Linked DNA regions of Oryctolagus cuniculus: region 2 is linked to region 1. The links are chromatin contacts, called in public Hi-C maps. All regions are on one chromosome and are shown on one strand. Each heading gives the region's core, a stretch centred on a gene start, on an enhancer-like site or on the middle of the called end of the contact. The rest is flanking DNA. Distances are from core to core; before and after follow the strand shown.

The links. Hi-C and Micro-C count contacts between places; a contact is called where the count stands out from the background.
Region 2: a contact with region 1 is called in a Hi-C map of skin fibroblasts, with 3 times the contacts expected there. The contact joins the promoter of PHLPP1 here to the enhancer-like site in region 1. A contact is called at or near these places in 2 of 6 Hi-C or Micro-C datasets (skin fibroblasts and an unstated tissue).

What each region holds. Positions count from the first base shown.
Region 1 is chr10:15,189,217-15,195,816 of mOryCun1.1, forward strand. No RefSeq gene overlaps it. Among named protein-coding and RNA genes, the nearest start is that of VPS4B, 4.1 kb to the right of the region's middle. Within about 2 kb of position 4,400, at least 2 of the 8 cell types and tissues checked have an H3K27ac peak or open chromatin away from gene starts, as enhancers often do.
Region 2 is chr10:15,812,750-15,818,814 of mOryCun1.1, forward strand. PHLPP1 (PH domain and leucine rich repeat protein phosphatase 1) reads right to left here and starts at 2,283. Exons shown (of 17, transcript XM_051851890.2): 1 at 569-2,283. The coding sequence starts at 2,078. LOC103349395 (a long non-coding RNA gene) reads left to right here and starts at 2,449. Exons shown (of 3, transcript XR_011379304.1): 1 at 2,449-2,579; 2 at 2,851-2,932; 3 at 3,053-3,190.

The DNA.
Region 1 (6,600 bases), core at 3,150-5,649:
TTCAGAGCCAGGCCCTCCAATGTGAGACGCAGGCATCCCAAGTAGCATCTTAACCACTGCACCAAACACCTGCCCCATTCATTTTTTTTTAACATCGAATTCAAGTACTGCATATCCAATAGAATCTCAGTTAGGATCAGATGATCATGTGATTGAAAAGCATAACTGATTCAAGCATAACTGTATCACCAATCCTATTGCCTCTTCGTAGAGTCCTAGGGTTTACAGCTGTCTTCATGTAGAAATCAGCATTACATTTCATATACTTTGAGTCCAAAGCCCAAGATAGCTACAGCTAGAGTAGGAACAGGACTGAATGTCTTCTTCAACAAAAATATTGACCTTAAGATGCACTGCAACCACAGCTTCCAATAAAATATCTTTCATGTTTGGCAATTTTGGGGTTTTTAATCTCACCACTGAAATACACCACTTTTAAATCCATCTTTAAATGCTAACTAGGGAAACTAATAAATCACAAAGAATGTTACTAGCCCATCTGCAACCTTAAAGCTCCTTGGGGTTGACTTTTCCTCAGGGATCCCCAGCCCTGTCCCCATATGCTTGTACCTGGAGTGGTACCCTCCAGATAGCTACCAAAGGACCAATGACTGTTTAGCTAGAAAATAAATCATGGGTCTTCATCATGTGTTCTACCTTAAACTATAGCCAATTTATTTTTTCTCATGACACAATATCTGCTTTAAATATGTTCAGTGTCAAAAAATTATGTGTATTCACCTTGAAAAGGAAGATGGAACACAGTTTAGATTTCCACAAAGACTTGCACGAAGTCCGTACAATGAGATTCTACAAAAGTGAATACAGCATTATACCATTTCAAAAAGAAAAAAAGAAGCTACTACAGACATCATATTTGAGCCTCTCTGGTCCAGTACATGATTGCTGGTCTTACGCTGCATGCACTTCATTTCTGCTTAATGTTTTTTGGTTGACTTGATTTTGTAATCAAAGGGACAATGAACAACTAAACAACTAATGTAGGCTATAATTACCAAGAAATCGTTCACTTAAACACCAAGAAGTGAAATTCATTTGCTTATAGAGGTGGACATTAGCTTGATGATAACATTATTGCTGTTTGGGAGATGGTGCTAATCTTTTTGGAGGATGGGGGATGGAGAGTGGGGTCTCCTAGATCCTTCTCCTGAAACTAGTCCATAGACTATAAGTGATTCCAGTGCAAACCCTCTCCCCAGATCTATGTGTTGATGTAGTGACAGTGATCTGGGGGAATTTTGCCTGTATGGAAAAACAACAACAACTGGAAAGAATCACTGTGGACAGCAAGGGCGTCTGCGTCCAAATTATTTTTGCTGCTGGAAGAAGTATTGGTCAACATGTTTTGAAGGCTCAGAGACAAGTTCCTCTTTTCTGAATTAATTGCTTCTGCTCCATATGAGTCCCAAGGTAGCACTTTACAGATAACTGTTGTCTTAGTCTCATAAACATAAATTACAAATATATATATATACACATATATGTAGTGCCAACAAAAATTCTATAGTTGCTTGTGAATGCAGTGTTTACTATATAAAACCTTACATATTTCTTTTCTGTTAAGAGGAAAGCATTCATTCCTCCGGTCTCTTTTATAGAAATATGTTCTGAAATACTACTATGGGGGACGCACACCAAGGTGGCCTCAGTGAATCATGCATTGTCTGGAGCTCAGGCAGCACCCGTGACTTGCTTCAAATCAACAGAATACAGGTAATGTTAAGCGGATTTTGCAGATGTAATTAGCTTGGAGTTCAACGAGGAAATTATCCTGGTGAGTCAGACCAACCATATGAACCCTTTAAAAGAGGGCCTGAGCTTTCCCCAAAGTCAGAGACTTGAAATCAGAGACTCAACATGCGTGTGTGCATGTGTGCGCATACGCAGGAGTGTGCATGTGTGTGCGCATATGTGTGTGTGTACTTTCCTGGCTTTGAAGAAGCAAGCTGTCAGTCATCCTGAATCACAAGGAAATGCATTCTGCCCACAACCTCAGGGAGCTTGGGAGCATACCCATTTCTGGATAAACCTCCAACCAGAGAAACATGAGAACACAGCCCAGCCTCTACCTTGATTTCAGCCCTGTCAGATCCTGAGCACAGAACTCAGCTAAGCTGTTCTTGGACCCACAGAAGCTGTGAGAAAGTAAAAGCATGTTGTTTTTAAGTGGCTGAGTTTGTACTAGTTGGTCATGCAGCAATAGAAAACCAATACAATCATATTTAACATTTAAAATGACTGTATATGAGACACTATAAAGTTTAGAAGAAGAAGACGGCCCGGCGCCATGGTTAATCTTCCACCTGCGGTGCCTGCATCCCATATGGGTACCGGATTCTAATCCTGGCTGCTCCTCTTCCAGTCCAGCTCTCTGCTGTGGACCGGGAGGGCAGTGGAGGATGGCTCAAGTGCTTGGGCCCTGCACCCGAATGGGAGACCAGGAAGAAGCTCCTGGCTCCTGGTTTCGGATCGGCACAGCGCCGGCCGTGGCGGCCATTTGGGGAGTGAACCAACAGAAGGAAGACCTTTCTCTCTGTCTCTCTCTCACTGTTTATAACTCTACCTGTCAAATAAATAAATAAAGAAGAAGACAAGGATACCTACTCTTGAACTTGATTTTTATGAAAAAAAGAGGCAAAGATACCACTGTTCGCGGAAGTTTTTATTATTGACCTAGAAACTTAGGAGCATATATTGACAATCTATTAGAAACAAGGTAGCAGCCAAAATTAACCTCTGCATATATACCACAACCCACTAGAAAATATGAGGAGAAAATATATTATTAATGATAGAACAGTAACATAATAAAATACTTAGCAATTGTTCAGAAAATATATAAAGCAAAAGAAAGCACTATTAAGAAACATACAAGGATACTCGAATAAATAAAGATATAATGTTTTCTTAAATCTGAGGAAATGCAGTACTATAAAGAGGTCCATGTGGGACCTGCGTCGTGCTGCAATAGGGTAAGCTGGCCCTTGAGATGCCGGTATCCCGTACGAATGCCGGTCTGAGTCCCAGCTGCCCCATTTCTGATTCAGCTCCCTGCTGAAGTTCCCAGTTGGAAAGCAGCAGTAGGTGGCCCAAGTGCTTCACTTCCAATCCAGCTCCCTATTAGTGTGCCTGGGAAAGCAGAGGAAGATAAACTGAGTGCTTGGGTCCCTGCCACCCACAAGGGAATTCCTGGCTCCTGGTTTGACATGGCCCAGCCCTGGCCCACTGCAGCCATTTGGAGAGTGAACCAGCAGGTAGATGATTCTCTCTCTCTCTCTCTCTCTTTCAATCTCTCTCGATCTCTCTTTGTCATTCTGCCTTTCAAATAAGCAAATATTTTTTAAAAAATAATCCTCTTATAGAAAACTTCACTGGTTCAATGAACTCTACAACCTTTCTCAGATGAAATCATCAATTCCTGGCCACTCCCTTGTCACTACTGCCACACTCATCTTCCCAGCCTGTCCACCCCACACTGCACTATTATGGAGCAAACTGTGAGTACATTGCAAAGCATATTTTAGATTACAAAACGCAATTTTTCCTAATGCATTGGCAAAGATCAATGAATTAGAATTCATTTTGCTGAGAAGTTTGAAAGGGAAAAAGCCAGAATAATACAGCTTCCAGCTGATACCCTGAAAGTTCTCCACCTCTCTACAACAGAAGGAGCACTCTCAGCCACAGATGTTTGAATACAAAAACTAAAACAAGGGCAAACAAGGCATTTTGGTGGGAAGAAACAAAAGACGTTCAAGACAAGAAAAGTTGGGCAGGAGTGGGGAATGGTGTTTGAAACCAACTTTTTTTTTTTTTAATTTTATTTATTTGAAAGGCAGAGTTACAGAAAGAGGGGAAGAAAAGGAGAGATCTTCCATCTGCTGGTTCACTCCCCAAATGGCCACACTGGCCAAGGCTGGACCAGGCTGAAGCCAGGAGCTTGGAACTCCATCTAGTTCTCCCAAATAGCTGGCAGGGGCCCAAGCACTTGGAGCACCTTCCAATGCTTTCCTAGGCGCATTAGCAGGAAGCTTGATGGCAAGTCGAGCAGCGGGGACTCAAACCAGTGCTGATATGACATGCCAGCCATGCAGGCGGCAGCTGGACGTGCTGTGTCACAACGCCAGTCCCTGAAACCAACTTCTTAGGCACATTACTTGGATACCAAGTATTTGCAGTCTGGGAGATGATGATGTCAGTCTGCAATCTTCCCCGCCGGGCGGATGCCTCACACTGTACCCACCCTGTGTCGTCAACGGGCAGGAACGGCCACCTCCTCCCCACTCACAGCACGTGGCTGGTGGCTGGTGAGGGCTGATCCCCAGACCTGCTCAGCAGTCCACAAGCTGGCTGTCTCTTCACGTGAATCAAATGAGTAGTAGGGGCTGGACCTGCAGGGTAACTGGGCACATTCAGAAGGCTCCACCACCAGTCAAGACCCAACACATAGGGCCTGAGAGTCACTCCTCTCACAGCACTGGTCCTGCCAGCACTGTCTTCCCCGAGGCTGCTGTCCGCATCAGGCAGGGAGCTGACAACAAGTAGAGACCTGACTTCCAAGTGCAAGGCTGTGTGAGGACTCTAATACGCATTTCCTTTCAAAATGGTCTGAGTGAAAGGGATTCAGTCCTGAACAGGCTGCTCTTGAGTCCAAGCTGAAAGCTGACTCTGAAATGCCGCCTGCCTGCTCCCTGGCCTCCCTCATTTCCCTCTCAAGCAGGTAAGCTTCGCTGTGTTCAACAGACCTTGGCCATATAAGCCAAACATTCTGGGTGTAAGGACATAAGAAACTACAAAAATGAGTAAGACGAAGGCTGAGTCCTTGGGGGTTTTACAATCTGGAAAGACAAGACACATGCCAGGGAGGCTGACAATGAGTAAGTATCTGCCAAGTGCCAGGCGCTGTACTAGGCAATCAGCACACATCACCTGTGGGACGTGCAAGGTCCACAGGGCAATCAGAGTGGAGAGTGTCAGAGGCTCCTTGAGGAAGTGGCTTTGGAATTGGCACTTGAAAAATCGGTGTGATTTTATTTAACAGGCTGAATCAGTGAAAGCAACTGAGCATAAGAGGCAAGGAAGTGTAGGGAGGGGCTGTGCCCCAGGAACAAGGGGTGCCCTACAGGGCTCTGCACACCTCTATTTCTCCATTGTGACTGCCCCAGCAACCTCCGACATGATCTGCCCACGTCACCCTCTTCCTGGTCCACTCATCTTTATAAAACCAAAATCAAATCAAATCATACCTCTGCCAAGAAGGCAGGCAGGAAGGGAGAGAGGCAGGGAAGGAGGATGGGGAATGGGGGAGGGGGGAGCCGCTCAACAAATCCTTCTGCCCTCAGAGTAAAGTCCAAGTCCAACTCCTCATGATTCAATGCCTTGGGCATCTGGAGGTGCTGGGTGGGGCACTTTAAGCTTCCTTGGCCACTCCATTGCCATGGCTCTCCTTCTTCCAGCCAGCCCTCAAACCTGTCTGTCCAAATCAGTAAGATTGGGTTTATTTTTTATTTTTTTTAAGATGTATTTATTATTTATTTGAAAGTCAGAGTTACACAGAAAGAGGAGAGGCAGAGAGAGAGAGAAAGAGGTCTTCCATCTGCTGGTTCACTCCCCAGTTGGCCGCAACAGCTGGAGCTGCGCTGATCCAAAGCCATGAGCCAGGAGCTTCTTCTGGGTCTGCCACATGTGTGCAGGGGCCCAAGGACTTGGGCATCCTCCACTGCTCTCCTAGGTCACAGCAGAGAGCTGGATTGGAAGTGGAGCAGCCCAGTCTCCAATCAGTGCCCGTATGGGATGCTGGCACTTCAGGCCAGGATGTTAACCCACTGTGCCACAGTGCCAGCCCCAAGACTGGGTTAATTTATTTTATTTTATTTTATTTTTTGACAGGACAGAGTTAGACAATGAGAGAGAGCGAGAGACAGAGAGAAAGGTCTTCCTTCCGTTGGTTCACCCCTCAAAAGGCTGTCACGGCCGGCGTGCTGCGCCAATCTGAAGCCAGGAGCCAGGTGCTTCCTCCTGGTCTCTCATGCGGGTGCAGGGCCCAAGCACTTGAGCCATCCTCCACTGCCCTTCCGGGCCACAGCAGAGAGCTGGACTGGAAGAGGAGCAACCAGGACAGAATCCGGAGCCCCAACTGGGACTAGAGACCACAGTGCCGGCGCAGCAGGCAGAGGATTAGCCAAGTGAGCCGTGATGCCAGCCAAGACTGGGTTTAAATGACACTCCTCCAAGATGGCCCTAACCACTGGCTCAGGATGGAGTACTCTCTCTCCTGTGGCCCCACGGGACATCCTGACTCTATTGTAGCTCTTGTCAGGGCCTCATCTGACATTGACCCTGGATGGACTTCAGACACCAGCCATGCCAGAGAAGAGCTGTATGGTTCGGGGAACTTCTATTGATCTGAGGTTTAGTTCTCATTTACATGAACTGCCAGCTTTAAATTCTAACTGGCAGAGCTAGTACGTGAAAGTACTTTGTAAACGGTTACAATGTAACATATTTACATTTGGGTTTTAAATATGTGAAAGGAAAAAAGTTTCTATTCCACTAGAATCTAAGGTTCCAGGGAATAGG
Region 2 (6,065 bases), core at 1,033-3,532, 620 kb after region 1:
AAAAAAAAAAGCGCTTCGGAAAAGTATCACTTTAAAAAAGGATCGTATTCGTGAAGTTTCCAAGGAGAACTCCCTGGGTAAACACGCAGGCAGAGAGCTGAACACGCCGGGGCCCCAGCTGGCAGGGAAGGAGTCAGGGCAGCGCATACTGTACTTGTGGCTGGCTCGGTCCACTGCGGCCAAGACGCAGGGCCGGGGTTCCCCTGGGGTGGGCACTGTCCTGTGCACGCGAGGGCTTCCCTGACACCCAGCAAGGCCCCGGGAGAGGCCTGAAGGCAGCAACCCGACGGCTCCAGGTGCCACCTCCTCCGTCGGGAGTGCACGCTTCCTGGACTTCCCCGCGATCTGGGCCAGCTCCGCCACACCGCTTTCTGGTCCCTGAGCCCTCACGACAGACCACAAACGGGCGGATGTGAGGATTCCTCCTCCCAGCACCACACGGCCCGACCGTGCAAGCCGGAACCAAGGCTCACACCAGGACTCCCCGGGACCCGCAGCGACTCTTGGGCCGGGCAACAGACTCCTTCCTGGGTCCCTGCAAGAGTGCACGTGCAGGTGCTTTCCTTACCTACATAGAAGCGGATGAGACAGCCGATCTCCGAGTCCATGCCCTCCTCCTGCACCCGCCACAGCTCCCCGAATCCCAGCTGGAAGAGGTAGTCATTCTGGATCTGCAGCGGCTTCTCGTCCGCCTCCAAGCGCCGGGTGGTCTCTCCGTGGAGCTGCACGTAGAGGGTGGGCGGCGGGGGCACCTTCGACGGGGCGCCTCCTGGGGCCTCGGCCGCCGCCGCCGCCTCCTCCGGCCGAGGCCCCTCGGGGGCAGCGCCGCCTGCGATGTCCGCGCCCCTGGGGGCTTGCTTCGGCAGAGAGCGGGAGGCGGTCGGGGAAGGCGGCCCGGGCTGTGCGGGACCGCAGGGCTGACCCGGGGCCCCCGTCGGGGTCGGGGCTGAGTCGGTCTCGAGCTCCTCAGACGAGGACGAGCCGCCGCCGCTGCTGTAGGGGTCCAGCCGGTCGGACACGCTCTCGGCGCTGGGGCTCAGGCTGAAGCTCTCGGTGTCGGAGGCCGGCGCCGCGGCCGCGCCGTCCAGGGGCCGCGGGACGCCTGGCGGAGGAGAGCCGAGGCCCCTAGCGAACGGCTCGCCGGGGCTGCAGTCCGAGGGGACCGGGCTAGCGCGGGCGGCGCACCGCGCCCCCCGGCCCGGGCCGCCGGCGGGCAGTGGCAGGTCGGTGGGCGGCGCGCGCGAGGGGCCCCCGACGGCACCCGGCGCGTTCCCCGCCGGCAGCTCGGGGGCCGCGAGCCGGGGCCCGGCGTCGGGGGAAGCCTCGGCGCCAGCGGGTCCGGGCCCCTGGCCCAGAACCTTCAGCACGCCGCCGCCTTTGTGGCCGAGCTGCAGCAGGCGGGCGGCCACCTCCCCGGCCGTGGTGTCCAGCGTGCAGAGCACCGGGCGCAGGTAGGCGGAGGCCGTGTGGCGGTCGAAGACGTGCAGGCAGCCCCGCCGGAGCTGCTGCCTCACCCAGTCCCGGTCCGACGGCTGCAGCGGCATCACCTGCCGGTGCTTCAGCAGCAGCGTCTTCCTGTCCAAGCTCCGGGTGCACAGCGACGCCGAGGCCGAGCAGGAGGCGGGGAGGCCGGCGGCGCCCGCGGGGTGCGAGACGGCAGCCGCCGAAGACGACGACGAGGACGACGACGACGACGACGACGACGAGGCGGCAGCGGCGGACAGATTCCTCTTGAGCCGCCCTCTCCTCAGCAGCAGCGAGTTAGCGCCGTGGCCGGCCCCCGGCACCGCGGCTGCCCCGCCGGCCGCGGGCTGAGGCGCCCCGCGCCGCCTCCTGCGCCCGGCGCCCCCCGCCCGGCCCGGCAGCGGCCCCAGCGGCGCCTCGCCGGGGGCCTCTTCCCGCGCCCCGCAGCCGCTGCCCTTCCCGCCGCTCGGGGCCGCCGCGGTCGGCGCGGACTCCAGGCTCCGGCCGCCCCCGGCCGCCGCCGCCGCCGCCGCCGCTGCTGCGGGAGCCGGAGCGCGGTCCTCCCGGCCGGGGTCGGGGAGTCGCTGCGCCGGGGCCGCGGCGGCGGGCTCCATTGCCGCGGGGCTTCGCGTTTTCCCCCCAGCTCCGGAGGCAGCGGGCGGAGAGGGAGGCGAAGGTGGGAGACGGCGGCGGCGGCGGCGGCGGCGCGCGGAGAAGGGAGAAGCCAATGGCGTTCGGCGCGGCCGTTCCAGGGGATTATGTGGCAATTCGGAGTATTCCGCCGGTGTCTCGGTGTTCCATCCCGCGCGCCCGCCCGCCTCGCCGCCGCCGCCGCCGCCCCCCCCCCCGCACACACGCCCTCCCCGCGGGGGTCGCGAGCTCCCCCGCGCCAGGCCCCGCCTGCTCCCCCCACCTCGCCCCGGCGAACCAGCCGCCGAGCTGGGCTCATTGAATATTAATCGCGCGGCGGGAGCGGGAAGGCGGGAGGCGGGCCGGGCGAGAGCTCAGCGCGCACCTCATGAATATGCATCGCCAGCATGACGGCATTCCCGGGAGGAGCGGGGAGCGCCGGAGGACGGCGGGGGGCGGAGCCTAAGAGTAAACAAACGTGACGCGTGCGTGCGGGGGCGGGGCGGGGGCAGTCTCCCGGGAGGTCCCAGAGCCGGCCTCGGAGAGGGGTGGTGACGAGAGGGGTGCGCGGTGCACCTAGGGAGTTGTAGTTCTCTTCTGGGGACGGCTATTCTTGAGAGAAAAGTGGGGAACTACAAGCCCCAGCGATCCTTGGGTTCTCCGCCTTGCTGCCAGCATCTGACCATGACCAGTGGGGATTGTGCCCTCTGCTGTTGAACTCTGTACCGAAGTGTGTTCTTGCGGGTTTACTTGTAGCTTACCCGCCCACTGTCCCTTGCCAGATGACTTTTATTTTCCTTGCTAATTGAAAAAGGAGGATTTCCAGGGACTCTAAACGGTAAGAAAACACTCGATCCTCACCCCCGCCCATTGCGTGAGATACAAATACACACCCACAGCACAGCACCTCAGGATCACCGGCACTCCCGGTGCGCCGACACGATTTTTCTCTTTCGAGGCCCGGGGAGACGGGCAGTGTCCTCATTGAATATGCTTGCGGGAGCCCTGAGCCCATCCTCTCCCGCCGGAAGGAGCACAGCAAAGAACCGGAGTTGTTTGAAGTTTGCCGTCGCTTTATTCAGGCGGAGTGAAGTGGGAAAGGGAAGAAGCGGTGGCGTGGAGACGCGGGGGGCTGCTTCGCGTGTTCCCGTCGCCTTCCCGGGTTTTTTCAGTCACGTTCACAACAGGATTTCCCTGCAGCTTCTATGTGTAGTTGTGGTCTGAAAAGTTACATTTATTTCGTCAGTTGAAACAGCATTGTAGTCTGTAGCGGGACAGTTTACTGTTTCAAAGAATTTAGTACACGTTTTAAATTGATCTAACAGTCTTAGATTTGTAAGTCGGGATTTCCACACGTGAGACTTTTAAAATAACTTTACTACCATCCAGGGCCTGTCTGAACTTTCAGTTGCTAAACTTGGAGGTGAGGAGAGAAAAGGAGAGAGAACTGGAAGTTGTGGCGAGAGAATCGCACTTAGCTTATCCTTGCAGTTTCTCCAAGAGGAGTGGAAGCAGCTACCTGGACAACAAATAAATACTTCTCTGTGATTCCTGAAATTTCTGAAAGAAAATTTTCATATATTTTCCTTTTGAAGTCTTCCCTGGCCTCGTGAAAATAGTTTTTACTCCGTTTGAATTCAATCAACAGCAAACACTTTTGAATGTAGGGATATTGCAAGTTCTCACACGAGAGTTAACAAATTCAAGTCAATTAATTTAACAAATAATTGTGAGCATGTATTATGAACCAGTCACTAGGTAAAGCAATTGAATATATCATACACTATCCTTGCCTCCACAGGGTTTATAAATTAGAATGTTCAACAAGTGAGACATGTACAAAAATATAAGGTACTGTGGAAACACACTCCGCCGGCGCCGCGGCTCACTAGGCTAATCCTCCGCCTTGCTGCCCCTGCACACCGGGTTCTAGTCCCAGTCGGAGCGCAGGATTCTGTCCTGGTTGCCCCTCTTCCAGGCCAGCTCTCTGCTGTGGCCAGGGAGTGCAGTGGAGGATGGCCCAAGTCCTTGGGCCCTGCACCCCACGGGAGACCAGGAGAAGCACCTGGCTCCTGCCATCAGATCAGCGCAGTGCGCCGGCTGCAGCGCGCCGAGTGCGGCGGCCATTGGAGGGTGAACCAAGGGCAAAAGGAAGACCTTTCTCTCTGTCTCTCTCTCTCTCACTGTCCACTCTGCCTGTAGAAAGAAAGAAAGAAAGAAAGAAAGAAAGAAAGAAAGAAAGAAAGAAAGAAGGAAGGAAGGAAGGAAGGAAGGAAGGAAGGAAGGAAGGAAGGAAGGAAGGAAGGAAGGAAGGAAGGAAGGAAGGAAGGAAGGAAGGAAGGAAGGAAGGAAGGAAGGAAGGAAGGAAAGGGACTCAAAACGAGGGGAAGTCAGAAAATAGAGAGCTAACTTAGAATGAAATTTTCTGGAGCGAATAAAAAATAAGTACTTGATGAAGAATCGCGGTGTCTCACTAGGCTAATCCTCCACCTAGCGGCGCCGGCACACCGGGTTCTAGTCCCGGTCGGGGCGCTGGATTCTGTCCCGGTTGCCCCTCTTCCAGGCCAGCTCTCTGCTGTGGCCCGGGAGTGCAGTGGTGGATGTCCCCCAGGAAAAGCACCTGGCTCCTGGCTTCGGATCAGCGCAGCGCGCCAGCCGCAGCAGCCATTGGAGGGTGAACCAATGGCAAAAAGGAAGACCTTTCTCTCTGTCTCTCTCTCTCACTGTCCACTCTGCCTGTCAAAAAAAAAAAAAAAAAAAAAGGCAGATTGTGCATATTGTATATTGAAGATAAATTTTAGCTATACTAACCTATATGTTTCCTTGAGTAGCACCTAACATAACCCATTAGTTCTAGAAATGGAAAGATAGGTATTTTAGTTTGCACATCCTTTAATATGATTTAAAAACAAAGCCCAGGGGGCCAGCATTGTGGCATAGCAGGTTAAACCTCCACCTGTGACACCAGCATCCCGTTTGGGCACCGATTTATGTCTCAGCTGCTCCACTTCTGATCTAGCTCCCTGCTAATGCATCTGGGAAAGCAAATGGTCCTAATCCTTGGGCCCCTACACCCACATGAGAGACCCTGGCTCCTGGCTTGGGCCTGGCCCAGTCCTGGCCATTGCAGTCATTTGGAGAGTAAACCAGCAGATGGAAGGGCTCTGTCTGTAGTGCCCTCTCTTTCTCTGTAACTCTGCCTTTCAAATAAAAAAAAATGTTAAATTTCAAAACTAAAACATAGAATTTTTACCTCTTTATGTTCATTAGTTCTTTAAATTTTGCTCTATTAACAAATGTATATTAATTTGCTTTCTAGAGTTACATTTATTTAGCTAATGTAACAAGCTTTAAGACAGTCTCTTCCAACCATAAGTCCTGTCACCACTGGACCTTGGATGTTCAGTGGCATCCTGAGACAGTACAGTATTGTATTTAATCTACCTCTAATTCCCAGCACTAAGCTTTACAGTCTCCATTGCTCTCCCTTTTTATCTTGCAGGATTTCTGTTTATACTTTCAAAGTATTTATAACAAAAAAATCTATTGCAAGGGGAAAAATTTTAAGGAACAGCATTGCTCATAGACTTTGTGTATCCAAAGTATTGGCAGATAGATACTTGGTTTCAGGAAAGCAAAAAAAAAAAAAAAGTTAAAGTAACAGCATTCCCACCTCAAAACAAACAAAAAACAGGGAGGGAAATGAACAGTACACTTTTGTATGATTCCATTCATAGAGTCATAACTTGAAAGATGACAAATTCCATTGTATTGAGAATAATAATTGGAGGTGAGGGGAAAGCAGAAAGGCGGGGGTCGGTAATGCTTCTCTTCCCTTGTTCCACCCCCAGACCTTCAGTGAAGTCACTCAACTTGCATGTGAGAGGACAGAAAGACAGACAGAAAACCCGAGTCCCCAGGGCTAGCGTTGTGGTGCAGAGGGATTAAACCACTGTCACTTGTGACCCAGG